Linked DNA regions of Mus musculus: regions 2, 3, 4 and 5 are each linked to region 1. A link is a contact called in public HiChIP or PLAC-seq and promoter capture Hi-C data. All regions are on one chromosome and are shown on one strand. The core of a region is the stretch at or near the end of the contact, and the rest is flanking DNA. Distances in the headings are between cores, read along the strand shown.

Evidence for each region. Promoter capture Hi-C pulls out the DNA fragments that hold promoters and counts their contacts. HiChIP or PLAC-seq counts read pairs in DNA pulled down with a chosen protein or histone mark.
Region 2: a FOXA1 HiChIP or PLAC-seq map of pancreatic cancer cells shows a contact between it and region 1. The contact joins the promoter of Lsm14b here to the promoter of Prpf6 in region 1. A contact is called at or near these places in 2 of 39 promoter capture datasets (both in liver) and 1 of 115 datasets of contacts at active chromatin or transcription factors (pancreatic cancer cells).
Region 3: an H3K27ac HiChIP or PLAC-seq map of microglia shows a contact between it and region 1, with 6 times the contacts expected there. The contact joins the promoter of Ss18l1 here to the promoter of Prpf6 in region 1. A contact is called at or near these places in 3 of 39 promoter capture datasets (the C10 cell line and liver) and 1 of 115 datasets of contacts at active chromatin or transcription factors (microglia).
Region 4: a promoter capture Hi-C map of pre-B cells shows a contact between it and region 1, with 4 times the contacts expected there. The contact joins the promoter of Adrm1 here to the promoter of Prpf6 in region 1. A contact is called at or near these places in 3 of 39 promoter capture datasets (the C10 cell line, embryonic stem cells and pre-B cells) and 1 of 115 datasets of contacts at active chromatin or transcription factors (astrocytes).
Region 5: a promoter capture Hi-C map of pre-B cells shows a contact between it and region 1, with 4 times the contacts expected there. The contact joins the promoter of Mrgbp here to the promoter of Prpf6 in region 1. A contact is called at or near these places in 6 of 39 promoter capture datasets (the C10 cell line, the HPC-7 cell line, erythroid cells and 3 more), 1 of 484 Hi-C or Micro-C datasets (erythroblasts) and 2 of 9 other capture datasets (adipose tissue and liver).

The regions. Positions count from the first base shown.
Region 1 is chr2:181,600,009-181,602,588 of GRCm38.p6, forward strand. It overlaps Prpf6 (pre-mRNA splicing factor 6), which reads left to right and starts at 1,311. Exons shown (of 21, transcript NM_133701.2): 1 at 1,311-1,523. The coding sequence starts at 1,453.
Region 2 is chr2:180,023,714-180,026,293 of GRCm38.p6, forward strand. It overlaps Lsm14b (LSM family member 14B), which reads left to right and starts at 1,274. Exons shown (of 10, transcript NM_001372364.1): 1 at 1,274-1,599. The coding sequence starts at 1,473.
Region 3 is chr2:180,041,203-180,043,782 of GRCm38.p6, forward strand. It overlaps Ss18l1 (SS18, nBAF chromatin remodeling complex subunit like 1), which reads left to right and starts at 1,281. Exons shown (of 11, transcript NM_178750.5): 1 at 1,281-1,666. The coding sequence starts at 1,598. Psma7 (proteasome subunit alpha 7) reads right to left here and starts at 1,262. Exons shown (of 7, transcript NM_011969.2): 1 at 1,076-1,262. The coding sequence starts at 1,171.
Region 4 is chr2:180,170,291-180,172,870 of GRCm38.p6, forward strand. It overlaps Adrm1 (adhesion regulating molecule 1), which reads left to right and starts at 1,298. Exons shown (of 10, transcript NM_019822.3): 1 at 1,298-1,398; 2 at 1,744-1,957; 3 at 2,566-2,580. The coding sequence starts at 1,745. It overlaps Gm29886 (a long non-coding RNA gene), which reads right to left and starts at 960. Exons shown (of 4, transcript XR_867152.3): 1 at 876-960; 2 at 218-493.
Region 5 is chr2:180,579,929-180,582,508 of GRCm38.p6, forward strand. It overlaps Mrgbp (MRG/MORF4L binding protein), which reads left to right and starts at 1,294. Exons shown (of 6, transcript NM_028479.2): 1 at 1,294-1,609. Gm30144 (a long non-coding RNA gene) reads right to left here and starts at 1,940. Exons shown (of 5, transcript XR_001783605.2): 1 at 908-1,940.

The sequences.
Region 1 (2,580 bases), core at 61-2,560:
ATGCATGAGTGGGGAAACCTAGGTTCAGCCGGTGTATGTTCCTTGGTTGGCGGTTCAGACTCTGAGAGCTCCAAGGGTCCAGGTTAGTTGACTCTGTTGGTCTTCCTGTGGAGTTCCTATCCCCTTCAGGACCCACAATCCTTTCCCCTGTTCTTCCATAAGAATCCTCAAGCTCAATCCACTGCTTGGCTGTTGGTGTCTGTATCTGTCTGAGTCAGCTACTAGCTCATTCTTTACTGGAGTATTTGCTGACCCTCATTTACGGACCACTTTGCTTTGAACTTCAGGCAATACTCCTATCTCTGTGAAGCCCCTCTGTCAGGCACAGTTCCCTGTGGGTCAGTGTTCACAGACTCAATCCTGCTCCTCCCTAAAAACCTGTCTAGGGAGCCAGGACTGCTTTAGTACCTCACTGAAAAGCATTGGCTGTAGAGGCCTGGTTGTCTGATCCAGCAGAGTCCAGGCTGCACAACTTGCAGTTTTTCCTGTCGGCCCTAGAGTCTGGTGCTCTCCCCATGTGTAGGAGGTGTAAGACAAGTGAGGCTGAGAGGCAGACTGTCTCAACGGGCTGAGACTGCTTTATTTAAACACTGAGGGCCCCTAACCTAAAAGGGCTGGGACATACACACAGAGTAGCTACCAGGAGTTTACAGCTATTTTTGAGGTTTAACTCGGAGCAGGGTTGTTTCCCAGGGGTGGCATACTGCTTCTGCAGGTAGACATCGCCGAGGCTAAGCAACTTTTTATAGCGTGGGGTTAATGCCCTGTACAGCCTAATTCACGGCCTGAAGCTATTATTACACAACAGGTGGGACTGGCATTGTGTTTCGGGAGGAGCTGCACACAGAAAATATCTGTGCAAAGTAGAGTGGTGTGAGTCCACTCAAGCCACTGGGCACACAATCACTCCCAAGCTTGTGACGCTGGCCCACACACTGTTGAGTGCACTATACATCTGTCCTCAGAAGGCGCGCGGGGGTTGGAGTGGTCCCGGATCTGATGGCGTAGTCTGGACCGTCGGTGGCCGCATACGGTTCAGTACAGTAAGGCTAGTCTGAAGTGGTTATGGTGGTTGAACTAAGTGGCTTCGCAGCCTTGCTTGCACCGGAACGCTCCTGAACAGGACTAATGCGTTCCGGCTCCGCGTCAAGGCTGGCATGAAAATCGAACCCACGTCCTTGTGGCGCGATACCGAATACCGTCACGCGCACGCGCGTCTTCCCGCAACAAACACTGCACACAGCGCTGGCCGGAAACACTTTGCAAACCCACATCTTTGACTTCCGCCCGAAGCTCTAGGTGGGCGGGGCTTTCCGTGACCCAGCTCTCTACTTCCGGTGCGCGGGTGACGTAGTGCCTGCATCTCTTACTGCTGCGACACCCGGAGGACTCTGAGTCTTCTGTCGTATACTTGCTCCCCTGCTTTTCTGTGTTTCGGTCAATAACACCGCCATGAACAAGAAGAAGAAGCCGTTCCTGGGCATGCCTGCGCCGCTGGGCTACGTACCCGGGCTGGGCAGGGGGTAAGGCAGTGGGGGGGAGTTTGCCCCGGGTAGGGTGCCTGGTGCCCTGGAACACAGCTCGCTCTTGGCCTATTTGAGAACGATTCTGGACTAGCAGCCACTAGAGCTAGAGAGACCGCGTCTCAAAATAAAACAAAAAACCAGGGGCTGGAGCTAGTGGCGCACGTCTCTAACCCCAGCATTGTTGTGGGGGGTGGGTGGGATGGGATGGGGCAGGGGCAGAGGCCTTCGTTTTTAAGTTAAGAGACCAGCCTCGTCTACATAGCGAATTACAAAACAGCCAGGGCTACACAGCGAGTTTCAGGACAGCTAGAATTACTTAACGAAACCTTGTCTCAAAAACAAGGTTAACTTTCACCGCCACAACTAGGTAATTTGGCATAATGCCTTTCCGACAAAGTGGGTATGCATGTATGTATGTATGTGTCGAAATATGTAGGTTCATGAGGCCTGACTACCACTCTAAGATATGACTGAGGGGTCTGAATCTCAGTGTCTTGGTGTCTGAAGTAATATCCGTAAGCGAGTTGGCTGTAAGAAGCAGTTGAGTCTTTGATGTATACAGTAAGAGTGTGCTATACCTTTCTTCCCTTAAACATTTTTCTCTAGGATGTGTGGCTGTAGGTCACCTGTTCAAATTCTCAGCCGTCTGGACAGAGATGGCAGTGCCACTAGTCATAAGGTGTTGGGTAGATGAATAGTATTTTTCCTACTTTTTATGCATTTGATTAGGGAAACATAAGTCTTCCTTGGTAATGGTAGGAGAAGGGAGGCATTCACAGCCGTTTTCAGAAGACTTGCAGTTCACAAGACAAGTTCGGTATTGGTATAAATAAGCACAAAAAGTAGGACAGAAGTCAAGAGATATTCAGCAGTGTGGCATTTTAGTTGGGTTTACGAAGTGTCAGATTTTGGGGGAGTAAAGGAAAAACGTGGAATTTGGTATAGGCACATAAAAAGGCAAGTAGGTGGCTGGTGAAGTGGCTCAGAGGGTAAAGGCTCTGTCAACCCTGAGTTTGAGTTCCCAGAATTCACGAGGTAGGAGGAGAGAACTGAT
Region 2 (2,580 bases), core at 24-2,523, 1.6 Mb before region 1:
AAAACTAAAACTAAAAGAAAACAAAAAACAAAAAAACAAAACAAAAAACAGGCTCAGCAAGATGGCTCAGCGGGTAAATGCATTTGCTGCTAAGTGTGACCCCCTGAATACCCATTTCCGGGACCCATATGCTTCCAGGAAGCAGAGAACTCCTAACTGTCCTCTGGCCTCTACACATGTTGTGACATATGCACACACGGACACACATGCACATGCACCGAATAAGAAAATATTAAAATTTAAAATTGTTCACAACTATTCCCAGCATCCTCCGGCAGTGGTGGTAAGTTGATGTCACTACAGTAAGAAGTACGTTTTATGGCTCACATTTAAGAGAAATTGTTTCACAAAACAGTACTTGTTTTCACTATATGGGATGTTCCCTTATCTCCTCTTTCATTCTATTTCACGTTTATAAAATGCCAATCGCCACCAAATTTCTCATAGTAACTAATATTGGGCTCTAATCTGATGGTGGAGACTAACTGTAAATTAGCATGCGCTCATACATACAAAGTTACCCGCTATGCATGATGCGGAGTCAGCAACGCAAGAATGGGAAGCGATTTAGGGGGAAATCTCCCAATTTTATACTGCGGGCTGGGCTTTGGGCCGCAGTCTGAGGACGCGCGCACGCGGGCGGGAGTCACCCAAAACAGTCAGGGCTTATTTTAGGGATATCAGGCTTGGGAGCGCAGGGCTGCCCCGAGCTCCCCCTGCACTTTCTATTTCAGGGTCGCCCCCGCCGTGAGCGCTGCAGAACTGAGCAGCACCCGCCTGCCGGTTCCTTAGCCCCGGGGAGCAAGCGGGACTGAAGACGCACCTGGCCCGGCGCTGTCGGGGTCCAGCTCCAACAAACAAGAAAGGAAGACTGACAACTCCGCCCTATTAACACCTGGGCCAGAAGGGTGCCAGCGGCACGCGCGGAGGGAGGAGCCTGGCGCTCTTCCAGGTCCAGCCCCCGCCCCGCCCCCGAGTTTGCAAACAGTGGCCTCCCGCCTGCCCCGCGCACGCGCGCTTCGCCCCGCCCGCTCAGTCTCAGGCCCCGAAGCGGTGAGCGAGGCCCGCCGGGAACCGGCTGGGAAGACCCGGAGAGGCAGGTCCCCGGCCGGCAGCTTCCAAATGCGCAGGCGCGGCCCCGCCCACCGCCTGCGGCGCGGCCATATTTAAAGGGAGCCGGCAGCGAGGAGCCAATAGGCTGCGAGCGTACGGGGGCGGCGCGCGGTGGCGGGAGGCCCCGGATGTGGCTGCGGCGGCGCTCCTCCCCCGCTCCCTTCAGACTCGGGCTAAGCGCCTCGCTCTGCTCCCTCTCCGGTTCGCTCGTGGCCCGCAGGCCCCTAGGCGCGGCAGGAGGCGCCTCGGAGGCGGCGGCGCGGAGCTGCGCAGGAGTGGGAGGCCAGGCCACCGCGCGGCAGCGGAGCGGGCGGGGCCCGGCGCTGGTCCCCCGCGCCCTGCGCGCCCCGGCCGCCGCCATGAGCGGCTCGTCCGGCACCCCGTATCTGGGCAGCAAGATCAGCCTCATCTCCAAGGCGCAGATCCGCTATGAGGGCATCCTCTACACCATCGACACCGACAACTCCACCGTGGCGCTCGCCAAAGGTAGCGGCCCGCCGCCGCCGCGCGCCCAACTGACGCCCCAACAGCTCGCCGCCCCGCGCCTGCCCGCACAATGGTGTTCCCCGCTTCGGCGGGGGCTGTGGGAGGAGCGGACCAGGATCCTGCCGGTGTCGGGGGGTGGGGCGGCTTTGAAGCCGTGGACCTCCCCACCTGCGAGACGCCCTCGCGGGGCGAGACGCGCGCCGAGGCGGGGGGCCCGGGTCCGGCGCGCTCTCCTTGGAACCCCTTGGTAGCCACCGCCCGTCGAGTCGCGGTGCAGCCTCTCGCCGAGCTAGGGCGTCGGTTGAACTGCGGCTGTCCTGCTCTGAACTCTCCCGACCCTGTCCACTTGAGGGGTTGGTTTGATGAGAGAAGTCCAGAGTCGGTGCGCTAGTCGCGGCAGCGTGAGGGCCCAGAGCTTCTTTGTCTTCTTTCTCCGCGTTAAATGGGGCGCTTGTTTCCTTCGGCTCTCCAGAAGCGTGAGCGCCGCAGCCCGCCCGGGGTTAACGTGTTAGACCCTCGAGGGTGCAGATGGGAGGTTCGAGGCCAATCTGAAGCCAGCATGCTGCAGTCCTGGGCCATTCTCCTAAACCCTAGCCATACCTCCTATTTGAAGCGAGGCGCACAGACCCAGACTGGTGCTGCAGTGAAGGGCTCAGGGTTCCGGCTTTTTGTTCTCTTGAACTCTTCATGCTGCACTTGACGTGAGATCCCCTGTTGGAGAACCAGACCCAGAGTAGGCCCCTGTCCACAATAGGAGTTTGCTACTTAAAGCCTGCCACCAGATTCAGCTCAGCCCAGGAGTCTTGCCAAAGAGAGGTGTGCTAGCCTTCCTAGATCCATCCTGTCGAGGGTCCGTTGGGTCCAGGATTTCCTTATGAACATAGAAACTAATGTTGGGGGTCTGAGTTTGGAGATTTGTTCCCTTTGTTTCTGCAGCAACCATGGCCTGTTCTTTGTACCAGGGCTAGGGAGATTTCGTGC
Region 3 (2,580 bases), core at 31-2,530, 1.6 Mb before region 1:
TTTTTCTTTTGTTAGACGGTTTCTCACTAGCTGTATCTCTTGGGTTTGGAGTGATGGCTCAGCGGCTGCTCTTCCACAGGACCCCAGGTTCAATTCCCAGCACCCATATGGCAACTCTAGTTCCAGGGAATCTGACACTCTCACACAGATATATACATATAGACAAACGGCCAAACGCACATAAAAATAACTTTTAAAATAATAAATTAATAATGCACACACACAACCACAAAGAGTCTTTATAGTTTTAGAAGTCTTTAGGGTCTCTAGATTTAGAAGCCCAGGCTGGCTTTGTACTTGTGAGATTTTTCGAGCCTCAACCTTCTAAATGCCAGGATTATACAGGCCTGCACTTCCAAGCCCTGTCATTCCAGAGTTCTTGGGTGGATTGGGTCACCAAAAGCTTTGGGGTTTTAGTTTCAAGGAGATAAAATACCTGGGAAATGTAAGCGTTTCAAGACTCGGAACCACGTGTGTTCCGGAAGATCCGGTGACTCGGGAAAAACAAAAACCAAAACTAAAACTGTCTCACTGCTGGCGCTTACAGGTGTGGGGAGTCCTTTTCCAAACAGTGCTAAGGACTGAACAAAACTGGGGCGCGGTGAGAAGGGCCCACCGGAACCAGAACACGGCGTCGGTGGCGCATGCGGACCCGGAAGCAGCCTGTCACCATCGCAGGGCCGACGAATCGCCCTTTGTTCACAACGCCCACCTGGGCCTAGCTCGCAGATCCCCAAGTCCCCGCCGGCGCCGGCTACAGCCAGCCTCCCGCCGCCCGCGCGCACCTGCGGCCTCCGCCGTCCGCGCCGCGCGCACAGCACCAAGATGGCCCCGGCCCAGCCCCGGGGATGCGCTCGCCTAGATGCTCCGCAGTGGGGAAGCCAGAAAAAATCGCCCGGCTCTCCGGGAAGCGCGGCGCGGTCCCCGCGACCTGGTGCCCTTCCTACGTCGTCACCATTCAGCTCCCGTCACCTCCTGGTCCACCCGCCGCCAGCAGATAGCGCGGCCCCCGCGCCCAGGTCTGCGTGCCCCGCTTCCTTTTGCACCCCGTCGCTCAGGCCCCGGGCCGGCTCACCGCGGTGGAGCCCTTTTTGACCGCCTCCTGCGCGTACTCCACTTGGAAGAGGTGGCCGTCGGGCGAGAAGACGGTGATGGCGCGGTCGTAGCTCATCACTGCGGACGCACTAGCTCGGGCCGCCGCCGCTCAAAAGCGCACACTCACCGTCAGCGCCCCGCCCTCCCGGGCCACGCTGCTGGCGTCTGGCGTCAGGGGGACGTGCGGCACGGCGGGGCGGGGCAGGGCGGGCGGAACCACCGAAGCTCAGCACAGGGGGCGGTGTACCGGCTACCGGCTGGACGAAGAGCGCAGGCCGGGTGCAGGGGGCCTCCGCGCGGTATCCTGACCTGGGAGGCAGTCGCGTAAGGCGTGGGGACGCGGGGGACTCGAGCGCGCATTGGCGACAGGCAGGCGGGCGAGCCCACGGCACCGCGCCCCCCGTGTCCCCGCCCCCGCTCTGCGGAGAATGGGCACCTCGGGCCGCGGGGCGCAGCCGGAGAATAAACCCCAATGATCACGGGCTGAGTCCGCGCCACCACCATGTCCGTGGCCTTCGCGTCGGCGCGGCCGAGAGGCAAAGGGGAGGTCACTCAGCAGACCATCCAGAAGGTGGGCATGGCCGAGGGGGTACAGAGTGCGGGTGGGCGCGGGGCACGAACAAAGCCGGGGCACAGCCCGCCGCACGGAGCCCTGACGGCGGCTCCCCGCGCCCCCAGGAAAGCCTGCGCCAACTTTGCTGGAGGCACTGGCAGCGGGGGCCCGGCGGCCGCAGGGGGTGGGGACCCCGGAGCGCGTTGCGCGTTCTTCTCCCAGAGCGCCCCAGGCAGCAGACGCAACAGAGCGAGACGCCAGGGCCCGCGGCCCCTCCAGCCGGGGCGGGGGCTTGTCGCGCTCTGCTGACAGCCGTGGTAGCGACGGTCGCGCGCCTTTGCGCGATGCTTGGCGAGTGGAGAAGGGGGAGCAGGCAGCCTGGAGGCGCGCCGCTGCGGCGAGCTGGCCGCTCTTGTGAGGTACTGCGGTGCCCTGCACAAAGGAACGCATCCAAAGTGTGCGTGCCATTTCCAGAGCCCGCACCGCTGTCCAGAGCTTGCTGCACGCGGCGGACTTGAGGCTAGCGCAGCCCCGCCCCCGCTCGGGCCACTGGGTATCCGCGAGCCTCGCCTTCTGCACCCTGGCTTCAGACACCGCAGGTTTGTCCTGCAGTCTCTCAGTTTCATCCTTTAGTTTGGGCCAGTTTCTCAGAGAAGGCGTTTGCGTGGGTGTGTGGACGTCTTTAACAAAAGGAAGCTTTAAGTTTTGGCTTGGACACTTTAGCTTCTTACTGTTTGCCTTCGCGGTTCCAGGCATCTTTCTTACGCGATGGCTTTTCCTAATTCTGGTTCCTTTTACAGAATTCTTGAATTCTTTTGAGCCAGTTAGTTCCCAAAGGAAATTGGCCTCTCTACTCCCTCAGAGGCTTGTGGGGATTTTCTTCGCTTGTCGCCTGTTTCCCAGATCACCCTTGCTATCCTCCTTAGGAACAT
Region 4 (2,580 bases), core at 48-2,547, 1.4 Mb before region 1:
CTGGAAACTGGGCCAGCGAGATGACTCAACAGGTAACATTGTTTGCCAGGCAAGTCTGGTAACCCAAGTCTGATCACAGGAACCCAGAGTGTAAAGAAGCAAGTTACTGAATGTTGTGCTTAGACTGCCACATGGGTGACACACACTTTTAAAAAAAGGAAACTACACAGGACAGAGTCCAACAAAAAGATGACAGACGCAAGCATGTAGAACTTACTGCATCAGAATTCCAAGCAGGAACTAAAGCGAGTGAGCCACAGTGGCGACAGAAATGCATCTTAGAGGCGGGACTCCCTCCAGCTCAGGCTGGCCTGGAACACGTTGGTGTCGGCGTCAGACAGTAGTAAGTGAGAAAAACTACTTTTCACCTTTGTTTCAGAAAAAGACCGCACACGTTTCACATATACACAGATGGTAACTTGTGGAGCATGCCAGAGAATTCAGCACTGCTTGGCCCTGGAGAGGGCTGGAGGGTGGGCCTGGGGCCTTAAAGCTGTCATAGAGGAAGCAAAGAAATGGAAGTGGTGTGTAAAAGAAACTGTGAGGACTCTTGGGCTTTACATTCTGCGAGCACCTCTGCCCTACAGGAAGGTGGTGGCACCCTACCTGACTAGCTACAAGCAGCCCTTAGACCCCACCCATCCGCGGTGCTCTGTGAACTTGTTCTTACAGCATTGAGCAACCCCATGCTACCTTCTCCACCCCACCTCCACTCCCCCATCCTGAGCAGCCGCTTGTACTTTCCTATAATGTATGTCAAATTAGCACAAAGTGACATGAAGCTGACACTTTCCTCGCTCTCGTGTCAAGAGACTACCTCCTACCTTTTAAACCATGTGACTATTTTATGTCTTGGGCCCTGACACCTCGCTCACCCAATAATGCAAATCAGACAGGCTGTCTCCCTGCGGTGTGGAGAGAGACAGGTCCATTCAGAACTAGATGGGTAACAGCGGACATCCGTCCCAGGGTACGTGTCACAGCTCAACCCCACGAGCACGTTGGTGTACGGTCCGGTGCCCATCACCCTGGTCTCGACCTCTGCAGCGCCGCCCCGCGGGGGCCCTTTCTGCGAGTCGTGGAGGCCGGGGCGCTGTTCCCAGCGCTGCCGCCAGGGGCCACCGCCGCTCCCCTATGACACAGCAACAATAGGGGCCGCTCTGGCCCGCGCTTCCGCCGGAAACAGGCCGCCGGCGCGGAGGCGGGCCGGATGCGATGGACGGTGACCAGGGCCAATCGGGACCTGGTCGGGGCCGGCCGCGCGGCTGACGGAACTCAATCCGCGGCGAGAGCGGCGGCGGGGCGGGCCAAGCACGGGCTTCCGGCGAGGCCCGGCAGGCGCCGAGGAGGAAGAGCGAGCCCGGACGGTGCCCCTAGGCCGAGTGTGAGCACCGCCAGGTAGGGGCCCGGTGGCGGCAGCGGCGGCTTAGGCGCACGCGGCTCCAGGCTGGGTCGAGCGGCGGGAGGACGGGACGCGGCAGCAGCCGGGGGGCCGAGTCAGTCCGGGCCGGCCGCCGGTGCCCCAGACGCGCCGGGGCCGGACGCAGCGAGGCTCCCTCCGCACGGGCGGGCAGTGACGTCGCGGGAGCAGGGGCTCCGCGGGGCTGCGCTCGGCCCTGCGCACAGCCCTGGCCTTGCGCAGCCTGGCGCGCTCCCGCTCCCGGGCAGTCGCGGGCCGACCGGCGTATGGGTGGGACATTGAGCACGCGACGCGGAACGACGGGCCTCGCTCTGTTTTTTCAGGATGACGACTTCAGGCGCTCTGTTCCCAAGCCTGGTGCCCGGCTCTCGGGGGTCTTCTACCAAATATTTGGTGGAGTTCCGGGCAGGAAAAATGTCATTAAAAGGAACTACGGTCACCCCAGATAAACGGAAAGGTCTCGTGTACATCCAGCAGACGGACGACTCCCTTATTCACTTCTGTTGGAAAGACAGGACCTCTGGGACCGTGGAGGATGTGAGTGCCTGTAGCCAGAACAGGCCAGCGGGGCAAGAGCAGGGAATATGGCTTCATCTTCCATAGATTAGTGTAGGGGTCCCAAGGTTGGCAGAGTGCTCCAGTCACTCTGTGAAGCCATGCACCCCGTGGTGACCATGGTTCTTAAGGTTTTAGCAGAGACAGCCTGCTGACAGGGTGATAGGGTGGGCTGGTGGCCTCAGCCCTGGCCTTAAACTTCCAGTCTTGTGGAGGAGTGTGCAGATATGACCCTCACCACAGCCTCGGGTAGTTTAGCGCTCTGAAGAGGCTGCTTTCCTTGGGGCTCTTTGTCTCCCAAAGTACATTGTTCTTTGTTACACTTAGGAGCAGCTAGCCAGAGTTGGTTGACCTTTTACTTCTTGGAACACAGTTCCAGAATGTTTCTGTTAAGTCGTCTGGTCCTCAGAGAGCACTTTTTCTATTCCTCCAGTCTGGGCCCTCTTCTGTTTGTCTTCACTGGGGTCTGAGACTTCTTGACTCCACCCTGTTATTGGGGTCCAGCAAATATTCAGGGACCTAAGCCTTGGTGGTACACACTTGTGTGCCTCTGTCTATCTGTCGTCTGACTGTCCTCCTTGTGTCGCCAGGACTTGATTATCTTT
Region 5 (2,580 bases), core at 44-2,543, 1.0 Mb before region 1:
AAGGAGAGCATTTCTATGGCCTTTATTTCTCACCTGAGCCCAGTCTGAACCCTTCACACTAGGATCAAGAATCCCAGCACTTGTATCTATCTTGTATAAAAGACTTAAGCAGCAGGAGTCGCAACAAATGAGAAAGGACTTGACCAGTTGGCTAGTAGATATATATCATTGTCTACTTTGTATCTGGGAAGTAAGGAGTCTTGCTACAAAGCTGATTATATCCTGGCCACCTGGAACCACCTGAAGACCTCACGGAGAAGACAAATCTGGGCAAACTTCACCAGCCATTTCTACAGAAAGTTGGTGGTGTGCCACACAGACACCTGCTCCAGACCAAAGAAATCCTTCTATCAGGTTTGAAGGAACCTCTCAGCTCCCAACAGGTGTGAATTCACTTTGAAGCTACGGGATCACACACATGATCATGGGCTAATGGTTTCTCTACAGCTCCTTGTTAGAGAGTGATAATCACAGGAGCGCTACAAAACGAACAAGCACAGCTTCCTCTTAATTCATGCTTTTGGACTAGAGAGCCTACATGTTCATGAAAATAAGAAGTTAGCGTGGGATAGTAGGCGGGGTCTTAGCTGCTGACCTTGATGCTCAGCTACTTCCTACTACCTAACAGAGAGTTCTGCAGAGACCTGCTGTGGCTTCGTGGAGAGAAAGAATGAAGTCATCCTTCTCTCCTAAACCATCCAACCTGTCTATAGGCATCAAGTCTATATTGCCAGTCACGCGTTCTGAAGTAACAGACGGATGTTTGCAAATGTCATGGCTGGTAGGATGTGGTCTGAGTACAGAGATCGCACAAACCAGAGAGGACCAGCTAGGATAGATGAGGTTGAGGGTTACATAGGGAAGCTCCCTGAAGAAGGACGCACTCCAAATTGAAGGAGTATCCTACCTGGTAGGGGTGAGACTAAGGTGGACCGGAACCAGAAGCAGTCAGCAGCAGAGTCTACCATGCCTTAGATATTCAGAGAATAACCAGGATATTATCAATCAGCTCCTGGGCACTTAATATGTGGCAGCTCTTAGGTTGGGAACTTGCTTTATGACATGTCCCAGATGGTAGATTATGCTTCACCCAGCCGTACAGTAACTAAGCCAAGTTCTGCATGCCAACCAAGCAGAGGCAAGGGCACCGCCCCTGTGAGATCATAACTCCCAGCTGCATCATATCCACATGATAGCAGTGACCCCACACCCCCTTATGAAGCTTTATTGGGCCACACCTCCCCTGTGGCATTGTGGGAACTTTTCCACCAGCTACGCTTTCACAGTGGGAAAGCTGAAGCCTGGCCACAGACTGCTGTCTGGCTCTGAGCTCTGAGCTGTCCCAGACAATGAGACAGGTCAGAGCCAGCACCCTCCATGGTTCCCTGCTGTGAGCATTGTCTGGTTACAGGCCTGAATGAGGGGCAAGTGGAGTGTCAGGACTGGATTCAAGGCTTGTGGCAGCCAGCAAGTGATCCTTATCAAGACCCAAGAGTTCAGAGCTACAGTGGCCCCATAGCACAAAGGAGAACAAAGGTTCTCAACATCTTAGTCTGAGAGGCATCAGTCAGAAAAGGGATTCTGATGCCTGGCAATGGCTGAGGAATGGGTAAGTAATGAAACCTGGATGGGTGGCAGGGTAGGACCCATGGCACAGCTGACTGGGGTGACTCAGGCCCAGAAGCAACCATGTTCTTAAGGCTGCTGTGCCCAGCCCTTGGCCCTATCCAATCCCATGTAGAGCTACTAACACCTGCCTGAAATTCTGACAGTCTGAGTTAATCATCCAACCACTTCTGGAGTGGATCCACTGTAGGGACAGAATGGAGGTACAGGTAGGTAGCAAGGCCGACAGGACCTGGATTTCTGTCTTCTGATGCCAAGGAAGCACTTAATTCTGGGACTGTCGTGCACTCAGGTCAGGGCTACTGAAAGATATACAGAGCTTCACTCCTACAAAATGTGATTGTTGGGCTTTAAATTTTTAAATTATTTATGGTGTGTGTGTGCAAGTGTGCATATACCATGGAATACATATAGAGGTTAGAATACAACTTTTTTTTTTTTTTTTACTTATTTTATTTATATGACTATGCTGTAGCTATCTTCAGACACACCAGAAGAGGGCATCAGAACCCATTACAGATGATTGTGAGCCACCATGTGGTTGCTGGGAATTGAACTCAGGACTTCTGGTAGAGCAGTCAGTGCTCTTAACCGCTGAGCCATGTCTCCAGCTCTAGAGTACAACTCCTAAGAATTGCTCCTCTCCTGCCAGCTCTAGGATCCAGGGGTGGAGTTCCAGTTATGGGCTGTGCACAAGGATCTCTATTAGATGGGCCATCTCACTAGCCCATGGGATGTTGTTGTTGTTATTGTTGTTGCTGCTGTTGTTGTTTAAACTATTTTTCTTAAACAGTTTTAGTGAGATGTAATTTACATATTGTACAATTTATCTCTGGCAAGGAGAGACACACCTTCACTTCTAGCTGAGTTCTTTTCCAAATTACCTAACCAGGTGAAGCCCAGATTTTTGGGCCGTGTGTGTCATGCTATGCAGACTTGGCTGACTCAGAACTC